Regions from separate parts of the Rattus norvegicus genome. Here region 1 is linked to region 2. The links are chromatin contacts, called in public Hi-C maps. All regions are on one chromosome and are shown on one strand. The core of a region is the stretch at or near the end of the contact, and the rest is flanking DNA. Distances in the headings are between cores, read along the strand shown. Region 1 overlaps Rasgef1b (RasGEF domain family, member 1B). Region 2 overlaps Rasgef1b (RasGEF domain family, member 1B).

Region 1 (3,693 bases), core at 654-3,153, 79 kb before region 2:
AGACAGCATAGCAAGATAACAGGAAACATATTTTTATTTTATAAAACAATAAACTAGACTAAAGGAAAAAAATATCTTTCTGGCCACTGAGATTGGCCCACAGATTATAAATTATGCTGGAAAAGTTTCTAGGAGGAACGAGGCATACCCAAGCCAGGCAGAGAAGATGACTATTCCTTCTTGAAATTGATTTGGTAAGCTGAACTCAGCTGCCAGACATCTTACAGGGGCTGTTAATTTGGGCACAAAAATAGATCATGTTCTTCCAAGGACCCTGAGGAAGTTTGGCCTGACATTGATCCCTGAGCGAGGGAGCCAGGCTGTGGGTGATTTACAGGATGAATGAATCTGAAAGGCATGCCTAATGGCTTTAGACCAATCAAAGCTCCAGATGAAAAGCCGTCCTTCTGAACGGCAGACTGTGTTTGAACTAGCAACCGCTTCTGCACGACGTTATTTATGACGAAGCAGGTGCACGGGGATGATTTCAGGTGGTAACTCAATGTGGAAAAGAGACTGCGGTGCAGATGGGCGTGGAGAGACATCAAAAACCATCCCTTCTGTGGCAGACGCTTTGCCGATCTTCCCTAGAACAGCAGTCAGCGTCTCCTTCACTCTCAAGAGAAAGACAGAAATGCTTTTCTGCTCCACGTCATAACAGGACGAGGTGTTTACAACCCAAGGCTCTACACTGATTACAGTGTTTCAGCAGCAGCCTAAACGCTAGACACGTGTCCAAATTTAAGTAACGAGGCAAAGATCTCCTTCTCTCAGCTAAACCTTGAAAGCACGTTTGTTTAGTGGGAAGAGATTTCATTTAATACCTGGAGCTCGACCTTTCTCCATTCCTGTCTGGACTCCAAAGGAACCCCACACCTTGCATATTTAACAACTCTCTGCTTTCTCAGTTGACACTGCAGACACTGGGTAAATCCTTCCAGCTAATGTTCCAGACTGACAGCTTCCTTTCGGTGACAACAGGCTCGGGAATGCAGACTGACCAAAGATCCAGGTGACGGCAGATGTGAGCCCAGGCGAAAGGCCAAAGTCAAGCTTCTGAGGCTACCTGAAGCACAGTGTATTCTAAGCTTGGAAGTGTTGAGATGCTTATCTTCTCCCTCCTTTCCACAGACTGAGAGCCTTTTTAGCAGAGACTGCAGACAGCATCTGTGGAACCTGCAGGCAGGCTACGCCTCCACTAACCCTTCTTAGAAAAGAGGTATTTTGTTAAGAAGGCAGCTGAGAACAGACAGCAGTGTGCACGGACACAACCCCACAGTGTACCGCTTTTCGAACTGAGTCCAAGTGGTCTACAGGGTTCCTAGTTTAGGAAGGAAGATTACTTATTTAAAAGTTTGTAATTAATGTATATGTGGGGTGGTACCCAAGGAGGCCAGAAGAGGGCGTCAGATCCTCTGGAACTGGGGTTATAGGTGCCTATGAGCCAACAGGGATGCTGGGAACTGGCCTGTTTTCCCTCTGCAAAGGAATGGGAGTGTTTCCTGATTTGTTACATGTCCCCCAACTCCCCACCCCTCACTGCTCACACACACACACACACACGCACATGCACACACACACACGCACATGCACACACGCCAATTTACATTTTGCTTTATCAGGCCTTATGTTACCTAGATTTTTTTTTTAACTAATCCCTAATTGGCGAAAGAATTCTGACTCAACAAGTTAACATTTTCAGTTGGAGGAAAAACATGATCTTTTTGTTATGGGATGGTGTTAGCAATTTATTAAAGCACAAAATGACATTTTGGTACATGGAAACTCTGAATAGGCCTGGAGTGTCATTGAAAATCTTCCTATAGTGTGTAGCAAGGGAAGCCGGGACACGCTGACTTCCTACATGCCTTTAAAAGCCTTTTCTCCTCTACAGCGTCCTTGCAATTCTGGAGCTTAGCAGTAGGTGGCGCCCGGGTCCCTGTCTTTGACAGAGCTGGTGCTTTCCAGCACTAACTGCTGGTTTACAAAAAACAAGGAAAGGGCAGCTATTGCATGGGGGATATGAAGGTCTCAGCATAGGACTGGGCTTGGGGAACAAGTAAGTCATAAATTAGTGGACGGTGCCCCCACCGCTCCATTTCCTGATGCCCCAGATGCCCATCTGTGATGAGAATCAATTATTTCATTGAGAATAATAAGACTGATCTCCAAAAATCACCATTACCTAATCAAGGGTTGCCACAAGGGCTGGAATCCTAAGAGAATGGCCTCTTCTTCATTGTCTGATAGCCACCACAGGCTGCAGTGACTATGGGACTTCACACTGGCTAGTCGGCTGGGGGTGGCTTGGTGGCACAGCTCTGGTAAAATAGGGAGTGGTTTGGTGGCATGGCTCTTAGCACAGCATGTACAAAGCCCTGGGTTTCACCTCAGCTCAAGAGAGAGGGACAGAGAGAAATAGAGGGGGAAAAAGACAACTGGGAAACCAGTACTTTTGTTCAACTTAAGCAAATTTGTTTAAATATCTCCATGTGGCTAGAAGCTGTCCTATTAAACAGAACAGATGAACTGCAGATTATGCAGGATATACACATAAAGCATCTCAGGGGGATAACCTCTATTAAAATATTTTATTTTTCTCTGTCTAACTCACTTCATTAGGGAAATGGTTCAATACTCAGTAGAGATATTTGTTAAAAGCCAAGATTATTTCTCTTTGTATTTTATTATGTAACATGATAAAGGGGACAATTTAATTTGGGGGGATGAAAACTATGGTTTTCTCCCTTCGATGTTTTTGTCTTTTAGACAAGTTGAAAAGGGCTAATGGTCTTAAAGTGTTTTCCTTTTTTGCATGACTAAATCTTGTTGTGTCAAATCTCCACATCAGGGTGGTTCCCTAACATAACTCCTGTCAACTGGATCATTCCTAGGTCTATATGCACTTTAAGAGAAAATAATAAATGCACAAGTCTATGAAAACACATTGGTAAAAGAGAAGGTGGCGTTTGGTTGACAAGAATGATGAGTTTGTAAGATAAAATGTTTTTCTGACCCCACCTTATTGATAATTAGTAACTTTTTAAACATTCTCCCGATGACGGAAAGGGAAAGACAAGTCAAGGAAACACTAACTGTCTATCTGCATTCACCTAAGAAAGAATGTTGCTCACCCCTGTCATTCCCTGGTGCTCAGAAGACAACTGCGCATGCTGCCTTCACCCTGGCGTGTTCCACTTTAGGGTGGATGGAGGAAAAGGTTGCAAGGAAATAACGTAACTAGGACAGAAATACAAAGGCCCCATAAGCCATCTCCTTTAACTTCCTGTGTCCACTTCACAGATGTTACAGCTACATAAAGAAGGCAGGGGTCTCGATAGGTAGGGAGATGGTCCCCATCTGCCCAGACTCATTTCCAGGGCAGAGGTCTGGCTAAGCCACTGCGGCCATCTTGGAATAAACAATGCCTATACACATGTAATTTTTGTAGGTTTAAAGGATGACCCAATAGAAGTATGGCCAACTGTATACAGTTATATAGTTCTGGAAAAATGATGGTAATGGAGACAGAGAATACTTAAATTCAACGACTACCCTCCCCCACCAAGACAATCAGCCAATGTGAAGACCTCACAGGATCTCTTTAAAGCTTTTTCATTGGTTTTCTAATAAATTCTGCCATCAGAACTAAGGTTCTCTTCGACCCTTGCTTGGGATTCCTGATTCTTCTTC
Region 2 (3,740 bases), core at 53-2,552:
ATAGGAAGGTTTTAGAAGAGGTTTAATTTTTAAAACCAAAAAAGATAACACTTATTTTGTATCCAATGCATAGAAATATTAGGTTTTCAGGTAATGTGCCTCCAGGTTTTATAATTATCAAATATCTATATGTATGGGCAGGAAGTTAGACACTACTTGATCCAAAGGTATCTAAGACTTTGCACCGGTAAATTTTCTACTGATAGAATTACAGAAATAAAACCTTATCAAGAAAAATAGCACCTTCAACTTTCGTTGCAGTTATTGGCATTTAAATTCAGATGATCAGGAAGCCTACACAAAGACCCACAATTTAGTTTCCATTATGTCTACCTCCAAAATTAATAGAAAATAAATATACATTAATATTTGATAATGTAGCACACAGCTTCACTGTGCTAGACTAATTTCTGTTGCTCTGATAAAAACACCTTGACTGAAAGCAACTTATGGGAAAGGAGGTTGACTTTAGCTCTCAATAGCAGGCTGATGCTCTTCAGAGCAGGAGACTTAAGATCTTAGGAAGGGAAAGTAGTCACATCACATCCAGAGTCAAGAGCTGAGGGGAATGAATGCTCAGCCGGCTTCCTCTCTGCTCACACAACTCAGGACCCAAACCTAGGAAACCTTGTCACCCACTCTGAGCCTGAGTTTTCCCACATCAATTAACATAGTCATGACAATCTCCCGCAGACAAGCCCACAGAAAGCCCTCACGGAGACTCTTCCCAGCCAATTCTAGATGAAGATAACCGCGTTCGCTTCCCTAACTCCACTAACCGTGATCCTTTAACGACAAAACTCATCTTTCCTTCAAGTAAAGGACGACCGCATGTTTCCCTTTATGTCTCACCTCTGAAAACTCTACAAATGAACCATTAGAGTCTCCCCCACCATCTGTCATTGCTTTGGGGAGTTTATTGGTGGGGTCTGTTTATGCATGGATTTCTGGATGAAAAGAAATGATTAAGAAAGATTAATGACTCACAGACCACATAACTTGTAATTCAAGACAAATAGTGTTCAGAGAAGCAGGAAAAGGCAGAGCGTAATCACAGAACTTCATTAGAGCAAAGGACTCTATAATTAATCTGCAGGCTACTTCCTGTGTGCCATGAGGTGCTGATTCCTGAAGGGGCCAGCATACTGAAGGATCAAGTCAATATCTGTGGCCCGGACACACCCCGTCAGTCAACACAGCCTCCCTCCCAGAGCCCCTTGCCCTCACATGGGGTGTGGCCCACCCACTGGTAGGTAAGAAGTCACTGGACTTGGTGTCTCCTTCTCTGACTTGCAGTGTAGTTTAACAGAGATCTAACCACAAGTTCAAAGTCGACTGGCTTCTGGCCAGCAGGCTTCACCTTCCAGAGTGCTTGGCTTCAGTTTGGGGAGACATGTTTCTTATCCTGTTGCTGCGAATCCAAAAGTTTAAAACACAGAGCCCTCATTATTACACGCAGGCTTTGTCTTCCTGCTCTGCAGAGGAGTTGGGCTCTGTAAGAGTCGGTGGTTGGGTATTTTTGTTCTTTGGTGTTGAGTGATTACTTAGAACGTTGTTATGTTTCATACATGACTTCTAATTAAGACTTTAATTCAGGTTGGCACCACATTCTTACTTTTTTAGTAAGAGTATCTGCTTCTTAAGGTCAGTCCTTTTTTTTTTATGATTTTAGAGAAAATTTTTTGTGTGTTTGGTTTTCCTGGGCATCTGGGTTTAGGGGCTCTGCAGACTTATCCCCAACTGATTATCATAAGCCTGCTATGCCACACACCCCTGCTGAGGCAAGCAGGCTTTTCCTCTCAGGTGAGAGACTCTCTGAGTAAATAATACTACTATTAAGTCCTGAAGGATGTGCGTGGGTCTCAGTAATCTGATAAGAGTGCCATTAACACTCTTCTGTGGAAGAGGCTTTCATCAAATGAAGAGGAAATAGAATGTTATTGTTCTGCCCAGGCATCAGTACACACAGGCACACACAGGCACACACACATACAGACACACGGGCACACACACATAGAGGCACACACAGAGGCACACATAGACATATACACAGGCACACACACAGGCACAGGCACACATAGGCTCACACACAGACACATATACAGGCATACACAGGTGCACACATAGGCACACAAAGGCACACACAGGTGCACACACATAGGTACATACAAACACACACACAGGCACACACACAGGTACTACAAACACACACACACACACACACACACACAGGCAAACACACATACACACACATATACACAGGCACACACCTAGACAGTCATACTGTAATACTCTACTCCTTTATTTTATTGATTTATTTATTTCCTTTACATTTTTATTTTTTAAAAAATTAACTTATTTACTACATCATAAGCCTCTTCTCACTTCTCAAGCCAGGACGACACCTGATGACAAGAGCTGCCAAAAAAGTCCCTGAACTTCATTTGGATAAATTTTGAATTGTATTCTCTTTAAAATCGTGTGTGTGTGTGTGTGTGTGTGTGTGTGTGTGTGAGAGAGAGAGAGAGAGAGAGAGAGAGAGAGAGAGAGAAGAAGAGAAGGAGGGAGGGAGGCAAGGAGGGGGAGGGGAGGGGGAAGGAGAGAGAGAAACAAAGAGACAGAGAGAACAAGGGAGCAGAGTTCAACCTAGAGAATCCGTCCTCCTCTGGCACTATCCATCTTGTTTTTGAAAAGGGTCTCTTGCTGGCCTGGAGATGGCCAATTAGCCTAGACTGTCTGGCCAGCAAGCCCCAGGGATCTATCTGTCTGCCTTCCCAGCGCTAGGATTCCAAGCGTGCACTGAGCCTAGCTGTGCTTTATTTTCCTTAGTGGGAGCTTGGGGCACTGAACTCAGGTCCCTGGTGTACCAAACACTTGACTGAGAGAGCACCTCCCCACTTCCCTCTTTATGTGACTCTCGTTTCACAGCGTGTGTGTGTGTGTGTGTGTGTGTGTGTGTGTGTGTGTGTGTATGTGTGTGTGTGTATGTGTGTGTGTGTGCACGCACACATGCGTTTTAAAGTTAGAAATAATATTACAAGGAGGAAAAGTGTACCACTCATTGATACTTACATTTCTACATCTTCTTCATTTCGTAATCTATCTTTCCATGTGAGCTGGGCTCAACTTTCCAAAATGCCGACGCAGCCTGCCCGACTTTTATTCTAGAAGCAGAACCTGCGATAACCTCCAGGAATTATGTAGGCACAACCGCACTTTTCTTCACAGCGAGTGCCTCCTACTGTTACTGACTTGATAAGAGATCTCTTCCTATATGTCATGGACAGAGGAGTTTGGAAGCTGCTTCTCAGTTTTTATGAGTCATGCAATGAATCACATTCCCAGCTCCAGTTTTTCACACATCAATAAAAATCTTTAAATGTACTCAGAGTCTGGGCAAATGGCTTGGGGTTGGCAAGGAAGCATGAGGACTTTACTTTGGGTCCTCAGTGCCCACTAAATGCAGTTGCCTGAAATCCTATTACTCAGAAGGCAGAGACTGGGATCCCTGGGTTGATACGGCTAGCTAGACTAACTGAGGAGTGTGACGGAGTAAGATGTCTTATGCTACCCTCTGGTACACAGAGATACACACACACACACACACACACACACACACACACAGAGATACACACACACATGCACACTCTCTCTCACACACAGAGATACACACACATACACACAGACACAGACACACACACATGCACATACACACACATGCACACATACAGATACACACA

Evidence for each region. Hi-C and Micro-C count contacts between places; a contact is called where the count stands out from the background.
Region 1: a contact with region 2 is called in a Hi-C map of liver, with 3 times the contacts expected there. The contact joins two enhancer-like sites. A contact is called at or near these places in 8 of 12 Hi-C or Micro-C datasets (frontal cortex, hepatocytes, kidney and 4 more) and 1 of 1 datasets of contacts at active chromatin or transcription factors (oligodendrocytes).

Annotation. Positions count from the first base shown.
Region 1 is chr14:10,652,296-10,655,988 of GRCr8, reverse strand. All of the region lies in intron 3 of Rasgef1b (RasGEF domain family, member 1B), which reads right to left. Among named protein-coding and RNA genes, the nearest start is that of Prkg2, 210 kb to the left of the region's middle. Within about 2 kb of position 1,903, at least 10 of the 93 cell types and tissues checked have an H3K27ac peak or open chromatin away from gene starts, as enhancers often do. A contact at or near this core is called in liver, where this site is marked.
Region 2 is chr14:10,572,868-10,576,607 of GRCr8, reverse strand. All of the region lies in intron 3 of Rasgef1b (RasGEF domain family, member 1B), which reads right to left. Among named protein-coding and RNA genes, the nearest start is that of Prkg2, 290 kb to the left of the region's middle. Within about 2 kb of position 1,302, at least 3 of the 93 cell types and tissues checked have an H3K27ac peak or open chromatin away from gene starts, as enhancers often do. A contact at or near this core is called in liver, where this site is marked.